Linked DNA regions of Mus musculus: all the other regions are linked to region 1. Evidence: chromatin contacts called from public HiChIP or PLAC-seq data. All regions are on one chromosome and are shown on one strand. Each heading gives the region's core, a stretch centred on a gene start, on an enhancer-like site or on the middle of the called end of the contact. The rest is flanking DNA. Distances are from core to core; before and after follow the strand shown. Region 1 holds the start of Sox2 (SRY (sex determining region Y)-box 2). Region 2 has its middle 130 kb from the start of 1700017M07Rik. Region 3 has its middle 70 kb from the start of Gm52623. Region 4 has its middle 110 kb from the start of Gm35255. Region 5 has its middle 94 kb from the start of Gm35255. Region 6 has its middle 14 kb from the start of Gm52623. Region 7 has its middle 78 kb from the start of Gm35255.

Region 1 (2,800 bases), core at 110-2,609:
AAACAAAACTACCTATTTGTAACGGACGTGGGGCTGTGGCTCTGGGCTTTTTGAGCGCCTGCCGATTGAAATCTTTACGTCTGGACAATGGGAGATCGGCTAAAATTACCCTCTCGGGTCCTGGGCAGGCAAGATTCTTGAACCCCTACCCCCGCCCCCAGCCCATTCTCCCACAGCCTGGGCTTGCTTGGTGCCGGCTCCTCGGGTTCGGCGGGCCTTCTCTCCGCCTGCACCTGCACCTCTGGACCCCGCGCGCTTCCCAGGCCCCGGCGCCTCTCGGCCGGGCCTTCGTGACTACCACCGTGCCTGTCAGCAGGGGCAATGCCGGCTGCGCTGCCCCATCCTGAGAACGCTGCGTGGGAGGGAGTTTGTGAGCGCAGCCCAAATGCCACCTCCGCGCCTCGCGGTGGGATGCCAGGAAGTTGCGTGACCCTCCCCCCATCCCCTGCACTCGGGAGCTTCTTTCCGTTGATGCTTTCGTCCCCAAGGTTTCCTCTGAAACTGCCACCACTAAAAATCCTCTTGTGTCAGGGTTGGGAGTTAGAAAGAGCGGGAGCAGAGTTCCAGCTTTGCCTTTGCACCCTTTGGATGGGGCAGGTTGGTGGAGTAGGGAATTAGGGGTTGAGGACACGTGCTGCGGTTCCTTGAGCCACACCTGAGTCGGCCTAGGAAAAGGCTGGGAACAAGGCCTGGTCCTAGCTCTGCTCTACAGTCAGCTACATGGGCAGAGGACTCGTGTTTGGGAACCGAGCCGATGACACGGAAGCCAGGAGGGCGCTGAGGCCCGAGGCTTGGGTCTAACTTCTCGTCTGTACGGTGAGAAGAGGGGGTGAGTGGGTGCTGGCGACAAGGTTGGAAGAGGGGCTGCGACAGAGCGCAGTGCCGCGGATGAGCGCAGAAACAATGGCACACCACCTCCGGCTCTGCCAGCTTCCTGAAATACTAGTTGGACAGTCGCCCTGAACCACCCATGGGCCTTGCCCCACCCTGGCCCCAGCTTCCCGCGCCCCATCCACCCTTATGTATCCAAGAGAGAGCCAATATTCCGTAGCATGGGGGAAAGGAGCTGTCGTCTTGGTGCTGTTTACCCACTTCCTTCGAACAGGCGTGCGCCGTGACCTGTTGCTGAAAACGGGGGGCGGGGGGGGGGGATACAAAGGTTCCCCAGCGGCCGGCTGCGGGCCCGCCTCCCCCGCGCGGTTCGGGGCACAGCGCTCTGCTGGGCTCGGCTCGGCGGCGCGGCAGGCCCCGCCCCCTTTCATGCAAAACCCTCTGGCGAGGCTGGGCTCGGGCGCAGGAGCCGGCGCTCGCTGATTGGCCGCCGGAAACCCATTTATTCCCTGACAGCCCCCATCACATGGATGGTTGTCTATTAACTTGTTCAAAAAAGTATCAGGAGTTGTCAAGGCAGAGAAGAGAGTGTTTGCAAAAAGGGAAAAGTACTTTGCTGCCTCTTTAAGACTAGGGCTGGGAGAAAGAAGAGGAGAGAGAAAGAAAGGAGAGAAGTTTGGAGCCCGAGGCTTAAGCCTTTCCAAAAACTAATCACAACAATCGCGGCGGCCCGAGGAGGAGAGCGCCTGTTTTTTCATCCCAATTGCACTTCGCCCGTCTCGAGCTCCGCTTCCCCCCAACTATTCTCCGCCAGATCTCCGCGCAGGGCCGTGCACGCCGAGGCCCCCGCCCGCGGCCCCTGCATCCCGGCCCCCGAGCGCGGCCCCCACAGTCCCGGCCGGGCCGAGGGTTGGCGGCCGCCGGCGGGCCGCGCCCGCCCAGCGCCCGCATGTATAACATGATGGAGACGGAGCTGAAGCCGCCGGGCCCGCAGCAAGCTTCGGGGGGCGGCGGCGGAGGAGGCAACGCCACGGCGGCGGCGACCGGCGGCAACCAGAAGAACAGCCCGGACCGCGTCAAGAGGCCCATGAACGCCTTCATGGTATGGTCCCGGGGGCAGCGGCGTAAGATGGCCCAGGAGAACCCCAAGATGCACAACTCGGAGATCAGCAAGCGCCTGGGCGCGGAGTGGAAACTTTTGTCCGAGACCGAGAAGCGGCCGTTCATCGACGAGGCCAAGCGGCTGCGCGCTCTGCACATGAAGGAGCACCCGGATTATAAATACCGGCCGCGGCGGAAAACCAAGACGCTCATGAAGAAGGATAAGTACACGCTTCCCGGAGGCTTGCTGGCCCCCGGCGGGAACAGCATGGCGAGCGGGGTTGGGGTGGGCGCCGGCCTGGGTGCGGGCGTGAACCAGCGCATGGACAGCTACGCGCACATGAACGGCTGGAGCAACGGCAGCTACAGCATGATGCAGGAGCAGCTGGGCTACCCGCAGCACCCGGGCCTCAACGCTCACGGCGCGGCACAGATGCAACCGATGCACCGCTACGACGTCAGCGCCCTGCAGTACAACTCCATGACCAGCTCGCAGACCTACATGAACGGCTCGCCCACCTACAGCATGTCCTACTCGCAGCAGGGCACCCCCGGTATGGCGCTGGGCTCCATGGGCTCTGTGGTCAAGTCCGAGGCCAGCTCCAGCCCCCCCGTGGTTACCTCTTCCTCCCACTCCAGGGCGCCCTGCCAGGCCGGGGACCTCCGGGACATGATCAGCATGTACCTCCCCGGCGCCGAGGTGCCGGAGCCCGCTGCGCCCAGTAGACTGCACATGGCCCAGCACTACCAGAGCGGCCCGGTGCCCGGCACGGCCATTAACGGCACACTGCCCCTGTCGCACATGTGAGGGCTGGACTGCGAACTGGAGAAGGGGAGAGATTTTCAAAGAGATACAAGGGAATTGGGA
Region 2 (2,800 bases), core at 176-2,675, 490 kb after region 1:
TCCCATGTTGCCCTCTCCACCTGAATTTAAGAAAGCATGCAGTCCAGATATTGTGGGCGGCTACCTTACATGTAGAGGGTCAATCTTGGAATAAAATTTACACAGAGAACAGAAGGCAGAGCTGAGACTGCTGGGGTCAGAGGGACACTGTTAAGCCAGATCAATCCCTCCAAGAAGCCTGCCCTAGACTCTAGACTTCTCAGAACACAAGTCAAACATTCTTCCCTTCTTTTAAACAGCTTCTGATAATTTTAAAGGAAAAAAAAAATCACTTGATCGATATAAAATGTTGTTTTATGTTTTATACACCCATTTTTCCTAGCACTGAATTCTGTGTCTTCAAGATCTTTTTTTTTTCTTCTTTCTCAACGCCTTTAAGCATTCTTCATGGGTGTCAATAAGTCTGCGTTCTCGCTACCCATTGCTTCTCCTATAACAGCTGCTACCACATCTGCCTCTTTTTTTTTTTTTTTTCTCATTAGAACTAAATGAAACCATCAGATTCCCAAGTAGTTCTCCTCCTGGCAAAAGAGCTCTACTAAAGACCTTAAAACACACTAAATGAGATTCTTATTTCTAGAGGAAACAGCCCCTCTGTAGGTTGTCATAAAGACCCTCCCTTTCAGGAACTTTCACGCAGCTTTAGTCTTAGTGCCCTGAGATTTTAGGTACGTTTCAAAAGCAATGGGGTATTTTCCACTCATTGGCTCCTTCATAAAATGTGGAGTCTCATCCCAGTAGAAAGATGCAGACCTAGTAAGGGCACAGTTGAAGCCTAGGAGAAGCCACCACCCTGGTCCTCAGGAACAGCTAAACAGAGGAGTCCATCAAGAAATTCCTGGGCTGCCAACCAATGCCTCCAAGAAGCAGCAATTATTGGGTTTCTCTCTCCTAGAGACAGAACACAGAAAATTTCACCCTGTTTTCCCTGCTTCACTTAAGAAGATGAGAACAAATGAAACGAAGAAAACAAGTATCAGCCAGAGAAACTCAACCCAGGAATCTCCATTGCCCCCATGCCCCAAAAATCCAGAACACAAAGATGGAATGTCTAAAACTCTCCTAACTCCTGCGAGGCCCACTGTGGGGTTGAAATGATTTAAGGAGGTGAGATGCTTTCATTGATCTCTCCTTTTCCAAGAAAAAAAAATTTGACGAAAACTGTGTTCTAGGGAAATGTTATCAGAAACTTATTTGTTTGTGTATTTAGCTGTTGCTGTCTGCTTTACCCCTTATATAATGTTGACATTCTTTGAAAATGGGTAGATGGACCTTATTCAAGTTCTGACAGTAACTCTTTGTTAGTGTACAAACGGCTTCAGAGGTATTTCATTACCATTCGTAATCATCCGTTTGCTTCTAGCTGGTGACATTTGGAATAGTAAGCAGGGGACACTCTTTGTGTCCAGTGAGTTCATAGAAAGTTAAACTTACTTTCCACAACAGACTCAAGCTTAGCTACCATAACCCTCTTCAGTTACTGTGTGATGTGTTTGAACAGTATGAATGATTAATGAAAGCTAAATAGTCCAGTTTCTATCTTAAAACCTTTTTGTTAACTGCCAGAGAGCTGAGTGACTGGGAGGTGATTGCTGTTCAAATGAGTTATTTATGCAATCTGATGCTTGTTCCCTGACAAAAAATTTAATGTATCAGCTGCTCATTTTCAAAAGATGTAAAAAGTCAGAAACTCTTCCTGATGCCTTTTCCCATCCACAGACCAACACCAAGCTCTGTGGTCCTTGCCAGTTTGGCATCAGAAAGCGAACTTGGCTTGCCCGTCTGAACGAAGCATGGTTGCTTTCTCCCAAGGAAACCAAGATAAAATGTGGCAACGGGTAGCATCCATTACAAAGGTCCTGAAAGTTGCCTCAGAGTTTTCCTGGACCAGATTCTGGCATTGCTCCCAGAAGAAGGCCACTGCCACCCGTGAGCTACGAAAAACAGTCATGCCTGCTGGAGGGAGGGAAGTGTGTAAAACGCTCTGGGTGTTTACGAGCTGATCTGGAAGAGGCATCTTCAGAGATAACTCCTCTGGTAAAGGGGCTCAAGCGTGATGAGGAAACAGAGATTAAGAACCCAGGTGGAGACCACACCTGGGGGATGACAGGAACTAGAGTGGAGGAGGAGGAGGTTGGAGGAGGAGGTAGGTTTCCAGAACACAGCATAGTCGTGGGACATATAGCAGCATCACATGTAATATGAACATCCTTTGGCTTGTTTTGTGATGCTGGGGATCCAGTTCAGCCTCATGTATAGACAAGGCTTGTGCTCAGCCACTGAGCTGCACCACAGTCCTTCTCTCTTTAAGCAAACTTTACATTCTTTTGTTGGCTATGCTGTAAATGCCCTCTTACTCATTTTTTATAATTTGATGGCATTTGGAGCATTGCTTATGGCATGTTTGTCAACTCAACTCCATCAGAATTACGATCATAGCAAGGGATGAAGATACGAATGTCTACCTGACAATCTCTCTCTTTTTTTAAGCAATAAAACCTTTATCCTTTTCCATTTGGTGGTCTGTTGGACACGAACCATTTAAGAGTTTCCAAATAAAATGCTTTAGCACATCTGCAATTAATAAGCCTGAAGCTTATTTTGTACCATTCCTGGTCATCTCTTTTACCAGTTGTGTGTTACTTTGGTTAACCATTTCCTTTCAAAAAGGAGGAACAGAAACGGAATTAATCTAGTGGTTTTTGAAGAGAATTCACAGGTCTACTTCATTTGTTTAACAACTGAGCAAACATGTCACTGTTCAGTTACTACTTGCCCAACAGTATCCTGGGCCCTGGAA
Region 3 (2,800 bases), core at 118-2,617, 450 kb before region 1:
AAGCAATGAACTAGTGGCCAGAAAGTCTAGCCCTGTTTTCTATTTAGGAAAGTTGTGGGCAATTCTATGGCAATTCTGTTGCAATAGCAGAGGGTAAAGGACTTCAATTATACCTGCAGTCATCTGGGTGACTTTGATTAGAAATATAAAGTAACCCCCGAGATGGGATGAACCAGAAGCACCCATTCCCTTTCTGAAGGAGCTTGTTTTCGCTGGTGTCTGAGAGCATCATCACTGCGTCCAGTGGGTACAGCTCAGACTCTAAGCTGCTTTAGGTTCCTAACGGAATTGCCATGCTGGTCAGGAACCTGGAGCAGAGAATAAATACCATCTTCCACAGCACAGCATCAGAAGCTTGTGCCGTTTGCGATTCTTTTCCATTTTTCAGTTTTTAAGTGTGACTTGGTAGATGCTTTATCCTGAACACAATGCTGCCGTTAATAGCGAATGAAATGACTGAGACGGTGCCGAGGGGGGAAAGGAGTAGGCGGAAGGATTTCTAGCCGACCACTGCAAACCACAGGCTGCAATTATCTGCAGCTGAGAACAAGTCGCTTTTAATGTGTCCATTTGGCCAAAAGAGGGAGAATTATAGAGACTGCTCTCCTCTCCCGTCCTCCACTCTGTTTTCTTCTCCATCTTTATGTAGTTTATCATCCATAATTTCAGGATGTATTTTGCCTCTTTAGGCTGTTTTATCTATAGGCTTATGAGGTCAGTCATGTGTGAATTCCTTTGTTAGTCATCTCACCTTTTGCCTTGATGATAGAAAATTGATCAGGCCTAAAGTACAAGCTCAATAGACAACCCTCTTGGTCCTTTGTCTAGGAGAACAGCTACATTGAAGGCCACGAGCAGGTAGCTATTAATATGACAGGCGCTCTATCTCCCACTGTAATTTATAATGAAATACCTAATCTCCATTATTTTGATCCAAGCAGGCGATTCCATGAAAAAGTCTTTTCATCCAGTTCCCAATGGCTGTTGCATGAGAAATGGCAAACCAATAATTTTTGTCAAGTTTTTTAAGCCAACAGAAATGCTTTTCCACGGCTGCGGTTTCAAAAGGCAGAGATAAAGCTCATTCACGGCGATGAATGGAGAAGCCATCTGGGGCTTTCTTTTTGACTTCCTTCCCTTTTCTCCATCCTTGTAATCAAATTTGAGCAAAATGAAATGGGGCTTTCTATGAAAGTACCTTTTGTTGATCTGAACGAGCTGGTAATTTACAAAATACCCTTCCTTTGTGAGGAAGGCTAAAGAAAAAAAGAATCCGTAGCTTTTAAAGCTGGGCCTTAGTGGGACTCTAAATGCAATGAAAGCAGTCTGTGTGGAGAGATTGAAATGCATTTCAAAGCCAGGCCTGACTAGGGGGGCACGGAGAACAGACCTATGAGCGTTCCCTAGGAAGGGAAAAAAGTGAATGGAGAATGGGAGAGAAGCGGGAGCTGTGGACCGGGTGTTGAAGTTACCGTGGCTCTGTGGACTCAGTCGTCTCCAGTGGGGCCGAAGTTGGACGTCTCGCTGTCCAGGAGACTGAGCGGTCTGAGCAGGGAAAGTTTGGAGCTCCGCGTGATTGGAAAGAATGAAGGTGTGAGGATTCTGCCAACTTTTTCCTTTCTCTGCGTGTGCTGGGATCTTGTGGGGACTGCTTCAAGAGAACCCGCAGATGTGAGTTTCCCGACGACTAACACTTACTTCCCTCTTCTTTTTGCCTGCTAGATTTCTTCTCACCAACCCCTCTTCACCCGTCGGAGCCAGAAGGATGTGTGGATAGACGGCTTAAGAACAGTAAGTAACGTGAGCTGTTTTCTTCCATCCCTGTTCAGGATTCGTTGCAACAGAGCTGAGGTTTGCTTGTTGGAGGCGTTTGGGATAAGCACGCACTCCTTGAAGGGAAGGGAGCTTCCTGCCACGTTTGCGTTGTTTGATGTGAATTCTGGTTGACTTAGCTGGTTTTTACTGGTGACAATCAACGTTCTCAGTGCTGCTTCCTCTTGTGATCTGTGATGCTGAGCTTTGTGTGGCATGGAACATACGCGTGCTAGTGTAGTAGTTTAAGATACCCTGTGAGTATCACAGGCACTAGCTCTGGGGTTGCTTCTGTGAGCTAAGCACCCCTTGTACATTTCCCTTTTAAGTTCCAGTCATCATGATTTCTCTCCATTTATGCATGAGGTAAAATTGTAGCAAAAATTATGTGAACATATTTTCTCACAATAAACATCAGAGAGAGAGAGAGAGAGAGAGAGAGAGAGAGAGAGAGGAGTTGTTTTGCTACTTAAAAGTCAAACCATTTTAAAGGTGACTTAAGCAAAATGTCTTGTCATTTAAACATTTCAATGAACCATAATACAAATAACAAAGGTAGTTTCCTGTTTGAGAAAGGGAAAAGTGCATTTTTAACGTCCCAGAAGTCAGACAGATCAGTTACCTGAAACCTTATACTTTGGATTAGAGCCCATGCCACAGGTAATCTTAAAAAGGCAAACGGAACATTGGCACTTGTAAGTAGCCACAGTGTTATTTTAAGTTTGAGAGGTAGCTCAGCCAGAATGGCATAAATGAGCACAGCCAGCTCTCCTGTCTCAGGGTGGCATGAAAAGTGTTTATACTGAAGACCACATTTCAAAGGTGAGGCGCAGAACCCCACAGAGGCAGCCTTCCTGCTCCCAGAGCCAAGAGCAAAACAACCCAGTGAGATCAGGGGCTTTAAGGACTGTTTAACTCTTTAGACTCTTGGCTGAAGGTTTGTTGTTGTTATTGTCTAATAGAGAGATGCAATGCACAATACAGGACT
Region 4 (2,800 bases), core at 200-2,699, 410 kb after region 1:
GAGCCCTGTGATCCATCCAATAGCTGACTGTGAGCATCCACTTCTGTGTTTGCTAGGCCCCGGCATAGTCTCACAAGAGACAGCTACATCTGGGTCCTTTCGATAAAATCTTGCTAGTGTATGCAATGGTGTCAGCGTTTGGATGCTGATTATGGGGTGGATCCCTGGATATGGCAGTCTCTACATGGTCCATCCTTTCATCTCAGCTCCAAACTTTGTCTCTGTAACTCCTTCCATGGGTGTTTTGTTCCCAATTCTAAGGAGGGGCATAGTGTCCACACTTCAGCCTGCCTCTGCCTCCCAAGTGCTGGGATTAAAGGTGTGCGCCACCACTGCCCGGCCTCCTCTATCTTTAATAAACAAAGCAGTCATACTCCTAGCATCAGTGACACTGACACCAGCAGTATTGTCACATTCCGAAGCACCTGTTGGAGACATCTGAAAGCCCTTTCCCTCCCTCATACTTGCGTGTGACCAAGCTCTTACCGTTTAGTCTATTAACAAAGTATCATGTATGTTACCATGTAAACATCTGATTTAGAATATTTCAGTAAAAAAGATCTAATATAAAATAAATTTTATACTAAAAAACTTTTTAGGTTTTTAATGTGTATTTAAAAGCATTTTTTTCCTGCACTAGGTTCGGGGGGGATTGGTATCCCACAGGGTCCACACCACAATGGCCAGAAGGCAGTAGTAGCTCTATCGAATCCAATCCCAGTTTTGGTCCTCAGTGTTCTCAGGACTCTTCCACGTACCCACAGAGCTTTGGAATGTCCCCTCTTCCCAGGAGCAAAGGTTTAACCCGTTTTCCAAAGCAAGCCATTGTCTACCAATCACCAATGGCTGACAGGCTTGCACAGAAACTATTGTCCTTGTAAAGAGGAAGCATTTGTGAAGTGCTGTGGGGTCAAACTACGGTTCCAAGGATGGTCACATCTTGCTTGAGTGTGTCCCTTAGCATCTCTGACTCCCACAGTCCTCACATCCTTCTCCTTCATCTAGGTATTTATATACATTTTTATGTGGTTTTTTTTTTTTCCACACAACACATTTTGATCACGTTTTCCCTGCCCACAATTCCTTCCTCCAGGACACTCTCCACCTCTTTCCACACTCAACTTTATGTTCCTTTTCTCTTTCTCCTTAAAACAAACAGACAAGAATCAAACCAAAACACCACCCATGGAAACAGGAAACACACACACACACACACACACACACACACACACACACCTGCCACAAAACCACAAAAACAAAAATCAAAATAAACAAGCAAAAGACAGATAAGACAAAAATGCCTGTAGTTCTCAACGGGCGTGGTGCTGAGTAAGTGAGAGACTGCCTGAAGATGCCTCTAAACCAAAGCTGACAGCGATGACTGCCAAAGTCCTCCCTGCCCTCCTTGCGCCTCGCGCCTGCTTTCTCCTCTGGCAAAAGCGCCTTTCACCATGGTATTTCCAAGCCTGACTGAAATGCACCTCCTCCAGTGGCCTGATAGAGTCACTTGTGAAAAGGAATGAATCTTGCTTTCATTTTGTCAATCTTCCTACATTCTTTCCTGCTCACTCCACGGCTTCTCAGACCCCCTCTTCGCTGAGGGGAGCACCATTGACTGAACTCGTGTTGCATAAATAAAGCCTGCTGTGTTGCCTAAATACACTAAATCCTCTCTCTCTCTCTTTTTTTTTTTTGTAATTTCAAGATGCTGGAGACAACTAGAGGAATTCCCCCAGAGGAAAATGAGAGAGAAAAGGCACAAAGTCAGGGAAAGTACGAGAGTGTTGCCCAAACACTGCACAGGGATCTGAAGAAAGCTCAGACAGGGAGCTCCAAGCCCTGGGCAAGGATGTGACATAACAGCCTATCCCTGGACGAGGTGAGCAGAGAGATGTGACAAGCAGACGACAAGCAGATGCTGCCCCAGAACATTAGGGAAGCCTATGGGTCAGGTTGGGGAGACACCGACAGTGAAGAACGATATAGGGAAGATCTCAGGGCTGGGCCCCTTCTCCAGCCCCAACCTCCCGCCCCACCGCTATCAGCAAACCTTTATTGAAGGCCTATTGTGAACTCTGTGCGCAGAGAGTGAGACACTAGATGAATCTGGCTGTGGAAGAACAGCTGTGGAATGACAGACCGCTGAGGCAGTAGCTGGAAAGTTGTGTCTCTCTCTACCTTACCAACGAAGTGCGGTTGCTCAAAAGCAGGCAAATGTCATTTTGGGGGGAGCGGTCTACACAAGCCGTGTTTCTCTACCAGATATACATTGGTATAGGCTGAATCACCACAGCTTTTATTCCAAGGGACATGCAGGGGGGGTTGGAGGCTGGAGGTTAGTGTCGCCACAGCTGAAGTCAGCCTTGGTGAGAGCACCTGTAGCTGTGGTAGACAGGATTAGGTTTCCACAAAGAAGGAGAAGCTGGCTTAAAGGTCGATTTGTTTATTTATTAGTGTGTGTGTGTGTGTGTGTGTGTGTGTGTGTGTGTGCATACCCTCACACACTTGCATTCTTGGGGATGTGGCTGAGATTAGCTGTTCATGGTCTCAATAGAACCCAGACTTAGTCTGTGAAGGAGAAAGAAGTTGATGAATGATGGGATGCTGAGAAAGTGGCCAGTTAGTGGGAGAGACTACAGGATGGGAAATAGCATCTCTCATCCAACTCCACTTCTTTAGCTACAGAGCTAACTTCCTGCTTTCTGCTAGAGTACCATCTACTAAGTTAGGCACGGCCTCTGGCTCCCAGGCCTCTTTCTGAATCAGAAAGACTTGTCCACGTGCACCCAGCAGCTGATCA
Region 5 (2,800 bases), core at 134-2,633, 390 kb after region 1:
AGATCTTGGGCTGGGCTCCACCAGGCTCTCATTCCTTAAATACAGCCCAGAATCTGGCAAGAACATAAAAAACGACCATTGATGTCTCTCATGGGCTGCTATAACAAAATACCCCAGGACAATCAATTTAATGATGGAATAAACTGCTTGTAGTTTTTCTAAAGTCTGAGGTCAAGGTGTTAGAAGATGTAGTGTCCAAGAGGGATCATTTTTATTGTGTCTTCACAGCAGGAAAGGGTCAACAGCTGTTTGTTTGTTGAGACAAGGTTTTATGTAGTCCAGGTTGGCTTCAAACTTACTGTGTAGCCAAGAATGACCTTGAACCTGTGATACCTCGGCAGGCCCCACCCCAGGCACTGGTATCGCACCTCTGCTCCTCTATGTCTCCCAGTTTATGTGGCAGATGTTCTACTGACTGAGCTCAGCCTCAGTTCCTCGTTAAGCCACTTTCACACGGTGCAAGACTTAGCCACCTCCTGAAGGCCCCACCTTTCTTCTACAGCCTTAGGCTTCCCATCCCACAAGGATCCTAACCTTACTTGCCTAAGACGAGTGCCGTCAAAATTGTCTTTGCAATGTGTCTTCTCACCCTGCCTCCAGGGTTGGAGGATGCTCATCTACTGGTCTAGTATGCTACTCTCTCAGTTCTGAAGACCTTTCATCTTTAGTCAACTTTAGAGAGCTAGGTCTGGATAAGCCATCTTCGGCTTTTCTTTCCCTTCCAGAAGGCTTCCTCAGCTCAGTGGGCTAATAGCTATTACAGTTACACTTCCTATGAGTCGAGGGCCAATATTCACTGAGGCAACAGTTGCTCAGCTTTCTCTCAGAAGCCTTGCTACTCACTGAGTAACAGCAATCATGTACATTGTTACCTTTATTTCAGAGGAGAAATCAGAAACATGGAGAAGCCAGGGACCTTGTCTGAGCTTATACAACTTAAATTTACCAGAGTTAGGATTTCCTGGCAGAACTGACTCTACAGGACATGCTCAGTGTTGGGCAGCCCAGGTGGGTCAGATCATATTGGTAAGCATAGCTTCTGTGCTAGGGTTAGTATTTCTGCTTTTCAGAATTGGGAGGCTCATGCTATGTGCAAGGCTCAGAGCCCAGATGCTTCCAATTCTCCTGGGTGTCCCTGCAGGTTCCGAGGACACGGGAGGCTCAGGACTGCTTTGGATCTTAGTTAAGACAGAATGGTTAAAAAATACTCAGACATCCATTCTGTTGAGCCTCCCAGGTCTCAGAGTGCACCTCTTTCCCCTCATCTTATTGGAGAGGATTACTGTAATTAGCTTTCATCTTCATTTCAGAAATGCACACAAATAGAGAAGACTGCCTTGAGGCAAACTGTGTGAGTATCCAGTTACAGTCTGCTCTGATGATTTCAACAGCATTCACATCTATGAGGGACGGGATGTGTGACTGCACTGTATTTACAAAGTTAACGCTTAGGGTAAATGCTTTCTGTATCCATTCATGATTCTCTCCACACACTGCCCCATTCCAGAAGTGAAACTGGTGAATTTCCTTGGTTCTTTTTTTTTTTTTTTTTTTGGCTGAAATGAATACTTGGCAAGACAAATGTATGCATGGTATGGAAGGATGTGTTCTGTTCTCAGGAGTAAGCATCTTTGACATTTTAGAAATATGTTAACTCTTTGAGAATTTTATGCAACATATTTTGATCATATCCATGCCCACTCCTCTCAGCACCGTCACTGACTTATAAAACTTCAACTGCTGCCTGCAAGGTGAAGCAGCTTTGCTTTAGCTTGCCCATCTAGACTTGTCTTTCTGCATCCTAGAAAACTTGTTGACCAACTGTTTCTATTTTATTTTTTATTAAATTTTAAAATAGATTCTTTACTCATATATTACATCCCAACTACCATTTCCCTTCCTCCCTCCCTTCCTCTCCCCTCCCCTTTAACCCGCCTCTCACCTCCATTCCTTCTCCCCTTCCCTTCAGAACTGGGTAGGCCTCCCAGGGATCTCACCCAAGCATAGCATTTCAAGTTACACTAAGCCAGGATTCTCCCTTGGTATTAAGTTGAACAAGGCAACCCTGTAGGATGACAAAGGTCCCAAACACAGGCGAAAAAGCCAAGAGATAGCTCCTGCTCTCATTGTTAGGAATCCCACAAAAAGAGCAAGCTACACAACTGCATCATATATGCAGAGGGCCTAGGTCAGACCCATGCAGACTCCTTGATTGTTCAGTCTCTGTGAACCCCTGTGAGCCCAGGTTGGTTGATTCTGTGGGTTTTCTTGTGTTGTCTTTGACATCTCTAGCTCCCCACCCCAAAGGATTCTTTGAGTTCTGTATAATATTTGACTGTGGGTCTCTGCATCTGCTTCCATCAGTTACTGGATGAAGCCTCTCTGATGACCATTATGCTAGGTTCCTGTCTACAAATATAACAGAGTATCATTAGGAATCATTTCATTGACTTTTTTTTTTCCAGTTGTGTTTGGCTCTTTCCTAGGTTTCTGGGCTACCCAGCCGGTTTTCTGGCTGGATTGATGTCTCAATCTCTCCACTGGAATTCTTGCCTGGTTATATGTAGGGTTGTGGTTCTTGCGCCTGCTCCACCACAGGACTCAGGCTCTGGAGAGGCAGGACATGGGAAGTTGACTGTGCTTACCATTGCTGGTTGGTGTTGGACAATGGGGAAGCCAAGGGACACAGCTCCTGGGGTAGGGGGTAGGGAAGTGCAGTCTGAGCCCGAGCTGGCTGGGGGTCCCTGGGCCTGCAATGAGGCAGGAGCCATCTGGTTCTCAGGTGCAGCTGGGAGACTCG
Region 6 (2,800 bases), core at 204-2,703, 400 kb before region 1:
GGCTAGAGATTTTCTTTTTGTCTTTTGAGACAGGGTCTCACTGTGATCCAGGCTGGCCTTGAACTCACTGCAGTATTCCTCTGTTTTCTCTGCAGAACTCACTGTCAGTCTCCCAACCAGTAGGATTATAGATATGAGCCATGACTTCCAGCAGCACTTCATGTGTGTGTGTGTGTATGTATGTGTGTGTGTATACATGTGTATACTGTATTTATTAATATGTATGTATATATACACAAATAAACATGTATATATGTATGTGTTTATATATGTATATACATGCATATATATATATATATATATATATGAGTATATTTATTTTGAACATTTGACCCTTCATGTTTAAAAGGCTAAAATGTGAATTTGAAAAGAGAAAAGTCTGAGCTTGAATTAACATTTTTTGAAGTCATAGCATTTAGCTCCTCATACCTTTCTGTTTCCTAATTTGGAGCTGGCAATAACATACAAATTAATTCCGAAGAAGTAAAATGTATCTCAGATTAGGTATTCTTGACTCTGCTGACATAAAACAATTTTACCATACTTCTATAAAATTAGTCCCCAGGTCCATCTACATGAACAGTGGTTATTCAGATATTTATTTGATTTGATTATAAGTAGTTATTGCTTATATATTTTAAAAAGTCATTTCCTTTTGCTTTTGGCTGTAAAAGTAGTGATAAAATGTGGTTGATTTTAAACAATTAGACCTTCATGGTTTCATTGAACGTTTCTCAGAGAGCAAAGAATACTGATACTTATGGATACAGTTCTAAAGTTTCCAACAAGTTCGTTAAAAAGTGTACTTTCCTCTTAGAACTAACCTTCAAGGCTCCTTGGGTGTAATGTGCTGCACCATCTTACATAAAACACTTCGGTGCTTCTGCGATGTTGCTGACAGTTTTTAGCATTTATCATTGGAGCCTGGAGATGAGCAGCCAGCAATCTGTGGTCAGAGGCCAGGAATATTTGGGAACAACCTCCAATGCCCAGGACACCCCGACTGCAGTCACTCCATAATATCCTTCATGTGGAGGTCCAGAAGCCTGGCATAAACATATGGCTAGACTGGCTGTGCATGAAGATGTGCTGTTCAGACACCTGCAACAACTCTTGGACTCGAAACACCCAGAAAGCTAAGTTCAGCAGCAGAATTTCATAAAAAGGTCTAAACCCAGCCTCCGAGAGAACACGAAGCCAGCATTATGCGTATAATACTGTGAATGTCGGAGATAAGGCTGGGCACCACTCTTCCCCTTTCCTAATCACCTCAGCCATTGGGTAGGCTTCTTGTTAATGGAAGCAAAGCAAAATTCCGTCGTGAAAATATTGGATATTCCAATTAATAAATTCCAAATAAAAGTGGAATTAAGCTAAAAATGATAAAGAGCCCTCGAGTGGCTTGTTGATTAGAAACTACTGTGGCTCCTCGTCTGGGCTGCAGCGCCAAGCAGGCAGCAGCTGCTGATAATTTGGTGCAAGTAATTGTAGAGCCAATAAGTTGAAGAAGTGCTTATTAAAAGAAACGGCTTTCCTATCTGCGTGTAAGTTCAATTGAGTAATGCACTCTACATGCGGTCTGACACTGGGTAAATTATACACCTGATTTAAAAACACTCCATCCAGAAGAGCTCCTATTTTGCTCATCCATAAAATTTTTACTTTCTCCATCGCTACTTGCAGCAATGTAGGCATAATATCTATCAAATTAGGCTTGGAGGACGCCTCAGTCTGGCACCCTGCGGGCTGGAAACATGTGCTTAATATTACTGCAGTGCTTTTAACCCCATGAGTGCCCAGGCTTAGCCCACACAGGCACAAGGAATGTGCTGCTCTTTCCTTTACCTCCCCCAGAACACATCCGAGACAGGGGTGGGCTGAATCACGAGGTAGAGAATAGGTACTGGAGTTTAAGGGAGCTCAAACGACGTGAAGTGTCTGAACCACCGTCTCCCAATTCTTAGAAACACGTCTGAAATGCAAACTTTGGAAAGCAGACCATTCTGGGTTAACTAAGAAGCTATGGACAGTGGGGCACAGCGTACAATAACAGCATGTTCTGGGGAACTCTTAGGAAGGTGACCATGGGATGTGTTTTACTTAAGTATGTGACTATCCAGATGACTAATTAATTCTAATGAATAGTCCTTTCCTTCTGTCTGATGAGTGCCAGGCAGTATGTACACCAGATGTGAAACATACTGAAACATAAAGCAGGCAACACACATGTTTTCTTGCAACCCAAGGCATTAAGCAAAAGGATCAAGCTTTCCACAGACCACCAAAATAGGATGGAAAACCATGAGCACTCAAAAGACATTTGTTCTCATTCATTCATTCATTCATTCATTCATTTGAGAAGATAGTGCCTGACTCACAGACTGCCCACTGACCCATGCCCCACTCTCTACCCAGTGGTGCTTCCCTGTTGTAGAGCTAAGAACACATGTACACACAAATCCATGTTCTTTCAGACTGCGGCTGCAGGGGCATCTTCTCTTCCTCCTCTTATTTTATGACTCTGTGTATAGCCCGCAACACAGAGTGTCAATGGGGGAAAGTATACTTACCAGAGAATTTTGTGCCCACTCTTTATTTATTCTTGATCTAGGGGGGCACCCTGATGTCAATTTAGCTCACTGTGGAGTGCTCTGAACATTAATGTTCTGTTGGCTGACATTTTGTTGTAAATGTTCTGTACCCCTCAAATCAGTCTCATGAAATTGGTTACTGGGATTTTAGCCCCCAAAGACAGGGCTCTGCTCTCTGGGTATTGATCAGCTAGGCTGTAGGGCAGTGC
Region 7 (2,800 bases), core at 105-2,604, 380 kb after region 1:
CTCAGGAGGCATACAACCCTCTCAGTCACCTGCATCTTCCTGGGGAATCAGTGGATCTGTCTTCATAGAACTTCTCAGTGCTCATGTTGAAATCTGGATGATATATCCTTATGTGTTTGCCGTGGGCTATGATTCTTAGCATGGTCAGAATTATAATTTTTTAAAAGACCTCTTTGAGGTACTGGAAGATGGTTTAGTAGCTAAAGTGTTTTATGCACAAACATGAAGACCCAAGTTCAATGCCCAGAACCAACTAAAAAAGAGCCAGCAAGGTGTAACTAACAGCAGCTAATTCTGGTGTAAGGGAGGCAGAGACAGGCAGAGACAGGATTCCTGGAGATTCTAGGCCAGCCTAGCTTAGTTGGCAAGTTCTAGGCCAGTGAGAAACTCTCAAGGTGGGGAACATCCCGAGGAATGACAGGAGAGGTTGTCTGCTGGCCTGCACATGCACACACATATTCATATCCATATGGTGCACACACACATACATGACCATGCACACAGAAAGAAAATTTCCCTTCAAAACCCTCTACACTTAGACTTCCTGTGATTGACACAGTGAATAAGTCCTGTCTTAGTGTTTCATTGCTGTAAGGGGACACCACAAACACAGTAATTCTTATAAAGGGAATTATCTAACTGGGACTGGCTCCCAGTTTCAGAGGTTTAGTCAGGAGGTTTAGTTTATTAGCATAGCAGGAGGCACAGGGGCAGACATGGTGCTGGAGAGGCAGCTGAGAGGTCTGCACTAGGGTCATCAGGTAGCAGGAGAGAGAAAGAGCCACTGGGCCCAGTTTGAGCTTCTGAAACCCCGAACCCCATCCCCAGTGAGGCACTTCCTCCAACCAGGCCACCCCTACGCCAACAAGGCCACATGTCCTAATCCAAACCCCAAATCCCAAGACATGGGGGATTTGCCTTTCCAGGGTTCTGGGTGTTGGGTGTTCTTTGTTTTGTTTTGTTTTGTTGTCTCATGGAATGCAAAGCTAATGAGGATCCATTTATGTTTTCTACAAATGCAGTCGTTGGTTGCCCTACTCTCTCTACATTCTGACCACTCATCCTATTTCTTTTCCTTTTAAGTTGTTCTTTCATCTCTCACTAAGTGCTGTAGTTCTTCTTTTGACCTAAGAAGGGTATGGGAGGCGCTAACACGACTCGATTATAAGAGATCTTGTAAACGACCTTTAAAACACAGCACAGATATACAAACATAGAAGGACATCATCTGGGACCTGGGTCCGATTCAGGAACATTTCTCCTGGATGCCCTGGTTCTCCTGTGTCTATGCTGTGGGTGGAGTAAGAGGAGTTCCCAAGGAGAGAAATGACCTACGACACGACACAGTGAGCCTAGGACCTATGAGCTTTGGACATGGCTTGTGGCACTTGTTCTCTTTCCCTTTAAGGATTCCCAGGCAGAATAATTGTATGCAAAGTTAGTAAAACTCCTGCAACTTAATTGTAAAGACTCAGTATGAGTCCCCAAGAGGAACTTTCAACTTATTTTTTTAAAAAATCTCCTAATATCATATTTGCTGATTAGGTTTTTTTTTTTTTTTTTCTTGACAAAAGCCAGAACCGTCTGGGACAAAGGAAACTCAGCTGAGGAATTGCCTCTATCAGATTGGCCTGTGGGCAAGTCTGTGCAGGCACTTTCTTGTTAATGATTCCTGTGGGAGGGTCCAGCTCTCTGCAGGCAGTGCCCCACCCCCACTCCCCACCCCCGGGCAGGTGGTCCTGGGAAGTGTAAGAAACGCAGCTGTATGTAAGTCCGAGGAGCCAGCTAGAAAGCAGCATTTCCGCATGGCCTCCAGCTTCAGGTCCTGCCCTGACTTTCCTTCAGGATAGACTTGAAACTGTAGGGTGAAATAAGCCTTTCCTCCCCAAGTTGCTTTTGGTCATGGTCTTTAGAGCAGAGGTCAAAAGCAAACTAAGATACTCTGTTTCCATAGGAGGTTTTGCCTGTATCCTTGTAAGCTTGCTGATACTGTACGGAACACACTCGCAAAACTAGGCTTGTAACTCTTACAGGGTCCTCAGTAGAGCACTGTAGCCACACTGATTTTTTTCTCCGTTTATTCGGTAATTTGAGTATATTTACATCATGATTTGGGGTCTAAACAGGTTTTTATTGTTGTTGTGATTTTGAAACAGGACATTAGCTGACCTAGAACTTACTAGATAGACCAGGTGGCCCCCAACCTCAGAGATATCCTTCTTCTACCTCCAGAGGACTGGAATAAAAGATGTGCACCTTTTGTAGGTGTGCTTTGCCCAATGATGTACAGAATTTTTGAAAGCTCAGCTTTCTGGGAAAAATTGCATCAGTAATCTACCCTGTCCCATTGTTTTATAGAACAAAGCAAGGAGAGTCAGAGATGTTAAGTGTTTTGGCCAAGGACACACAGCTAGCATCTGTGTGTGAGAGAGAGACAAAGACTCCCTTTCCTGGCTGGCAGCTCCTTGTCCCCTTACCTCCAGGGTAGGAAATATTCAATCAAGGGCAGATGATGAATCACAATGCAGACATATTGTATTTCTTCTTTAGACTTTTTCATGTACCAGTGCGGCACCTGGGAACTCAGATAATTATACTGTGAGGAGACAGGTGACAGGAGAACCAGATACCTCCTCTAATTCCTAGTCCTCCGTCAAACACAGAAGATGTGGCAAATTGCTACCTGGAGGCTCCAGGAGGCAGGGGAGAGTGTCACTCTGCAGGGAACGGCCTGGCATCTCCTTTGTAGGGTCTAAACCTAAGATCTGGGAAAGGCCAGGAATGGCAGTTGGGAGACTGA

Evidence for each region. HiChIP or PLAC-seq counts read pairs in DNA pulled down with a chosen protein or histone mark.
Region 2: a contact with region 1 is called in an H3K27ac HiChIP or PLAC-seq map of stem cell-derived neural progenitor cells, with 7 times the contacts expected there. The contact joins the enhancer-like site here to the promoter of Sox2 in region 1. A contact is called at or near these places in 10 of 39 promoter capture datasets (cranial neural crest, embryonic stem cells, frontonasal cranial neural crest and 5 more), 2 of 484 Hi-C or Micro-C datasets (neural progenitor cells and neural stem cells) and 25 of 115 datasets of contacts at active chromatin or transcription factors (SST interneurons, astrocytes, craniofacial prominence and 13 more).
Region 3: an H3K4me3 HiChIP or PLAC-seq map of embryonic forebrain shows a contact between it and region 1, with 5 times the contacts expected there. The contact joins the enhancer-like site here to the promoter of Sox2 in region 1. A contact is called at or near these places in 5 of 39 promoter capture datasets (cranial neural crest, hippocampal neurons, liver and 2 more), 12 of 115 datasets of contacts at active chromatin or transcription factors (SST interneurons, VIP interneurons, astrocytes and 8 more) and 1 of 9 other capture datasets (embryonic stem cells).
Region 4: an H3K4me3 HiChIP or PLAC-seq map of embryonic hindbrain shows a contact between it and region 1, with 6 times the contacts expected there. The contact joins the enhancer-like site here to the promoter of Sox2 in region 1. A contact is called at or near these places in 7 of 39 promoter capture datasets (cranial neural crest, embryonic stem cells, liver and 3 more), 14 of 115 datasets of contacts at active chromatin or transcription factors (craniofacial prominence, embryonic basal ganglia, embryonic forebrain and 7 more) and 2 of 9 other capture datasets (embryonic stem cells and pancreatic islet).
Region 5: an H3K4me3 HiChIP or PLAC-seq map of craniofacial prominence shows a contact between it and region 1, with 3 times the contacts expected there. The contact joins the enhancer-like site here to the promoter of Sox2 in region 1. A contact is called at or near these places in 11 of 39 promoter capture datasets (the 3T3-L1 cell line, the SN4741 cell line, cranial neural crest and 6 more), 3 of 484 Hi-C or Micro-C datasets (embryonic stem cells, nephron progenitors and trophoblast stem cells), 12 of 115 datasets of contacts at active chromatin or transcription factors (craniofacial prominence, embryonic forebrain, embryonic hindbrain and 5 more) and 1 of 9 other capture datasets (embryonic stem cells).
Region 6: an H3K4me3 HiChIP or PLAC-seq map of embryonic basal ganglia shows a contact between it and region 1, with 4 times the contacts expected there. The contact joins the enhancer-like site here to the promoter of Sox2 in region 1. A contact is called at or near these places in 9 of 39 promoter capture datasets (the 3T3-L1 cell line, the SN4741 cell line, cranial neural crest and 5 more), 9 of 484 Hi-C or Micro-C datasets (cerebellum, cerebral cortex, embryonic fibroblasts and 4 more) and 12 of 115 datasets of contacts at active chromatin or transcription factors (VIP interneurons, craniofacial prominence, embryonic basal ganglia and 8 more).
Region 7: a contact with region 1 is called in an H3K27ac HiChIP or PLAC-seq map of embryonic stem cells, with 5 times the contacts expected there. The contact joins the enhancer-like site here to the promoter of Sox2 in region 1. A contact is called at or near these places in 10 of 39 promoter capture datasets (the 3T3-L1 cell line, the SN4741 cell line, cranial neural crest and 5 more), 8 of 484 Hi-C or Micro-C datasets (embryonic stem cells, nephron progenitors and trophoblast stem cells), 13 of 115 datasets of contacts at active chromatin or transcription factors (craniofacial prominence, embryonic forebrain, embryonic hindbrain and 4 more) and 1 of 9 other capture datasets (embryonic stem cells).

What each region holds. Positions count from the first base shown.
Region 1 is chr3:34,648,636-34,651,435 of GRCm38.p6, forward strand. Sox2 (SRY (sex determining region Y)-box 2) reads left to right here and starts at 1,360. Exons shown (of 1, transcript NM_011443.4): 1 at 1,360-2,800. The coding sequence starts at 1,781. The coding sequence ends at 2,740. The region is part of intron 3 of Sox2ot (SOX2 overlapping transcript (non-protein coding)); the gene reads left to right. RefSeq lists a promoter at 847-1,597.
Region 2 is chr3:35,140,211-35,143,010 of GRCm38.p6, forward strand. No RefSeq gene overlaps it. Among named protein-coding and RNA genes, the nearest start is that of 1700017M07Rik, 130 kb to the right of the region's middle. Within about 2 kb of position 1,426, at least 25 of the 459 cell types and tissues checked have an H3K27ac peak or open chromatin away from gene starts, as enhancers often do. A contact at or near this core is called in astrocytes, forebrain, neural progenitor cells and 3 more, where this site is marked.
Region 3 is chr3:34,195,439-34,198,238 of GRCm38.p6, forward strand. No RefSeq gene overlaps it. Among named protein-coding and RNA genes, the nearest start is that of Gm52623, 70 kb to the right of the region's middle. Within about 2 kb of position 1,368, at least 24 of the 459 cell types and tissues checked have an H3K27ac peak or open chromatin away from gene starts, as enhancers often do. A contact at or near this core is called in SST interneurons, VIP interneurons, embryonic basal ganglia and 5 more, where this site is marked.
Region 4 is chr3:35,058,777-35,061,576 of GRCm38.p6, forward strand. No RefSeq gene overlaps it. Among named protein-coding and RNA genes, the nearest start is that of Gm35255, 110 kb to the left of the region's middle. Within about 2 kb of position 1,450, at least 11 of the 459 cell types and tissues checked have an H3K27ac peak or open chromatin away from gene starts, as enhancers often do. A contact at or near this core is called in neural stem cells, where this site is marked.
Region 5 is chr3:35,042,523-35,045,322 of GRCm38.p6, forward strand. No RefSeq gene overlaps it. Among named protein-coding and RNA genes, the nearest start is that of Gm35255, 94 kb to the left of the region's middle. Within about 2 kb of position 1,384, at least 4 of the 459 cell types and tissues checked have an H3K27ac peak or open chromatin away from gene starts, as enhancers often do. A contact at or near this core is called in craniofacial prominence, where this site is marked.
Region 6 is chr3:34,251,463-34,254,262 of GRCm38.p6, forward strand. No RefSeq gene overlaps it. Among named protein-coding and RNA genes, the nearest start is that of Gm52623, 14 kb to the right of the region's middle. Within about 2 kb of position 1,454, at least 13 of the 459 cell types and tissues checked have an H3K27ac peak or open chromatin away from gene starts, as enhancers often do. A contact at or near this core is called in VIP interneurons, embryonic basal ganglia and second pharyngeal arch cranial neural crest, where this site is marked.
Region 7 is chr3:35,026,412-35,029,211 of GRCm38.p6, forward strand. No RefSeq gene overlaps it. Among named protein-coding and RNA genes, the nearest start is that of Gm35255, 78 kb to the left of the region's middle. Within about 2 kb of position 1,355, at least 28 of the 459 cell types and tissues checked have an H3K27ac peak or open chromatin away from gene starts, as enhancers often do. A contact at or near this core is called in embryonic stem cells, epiblast stem cells and trophoblast stem cells, where this site is marked.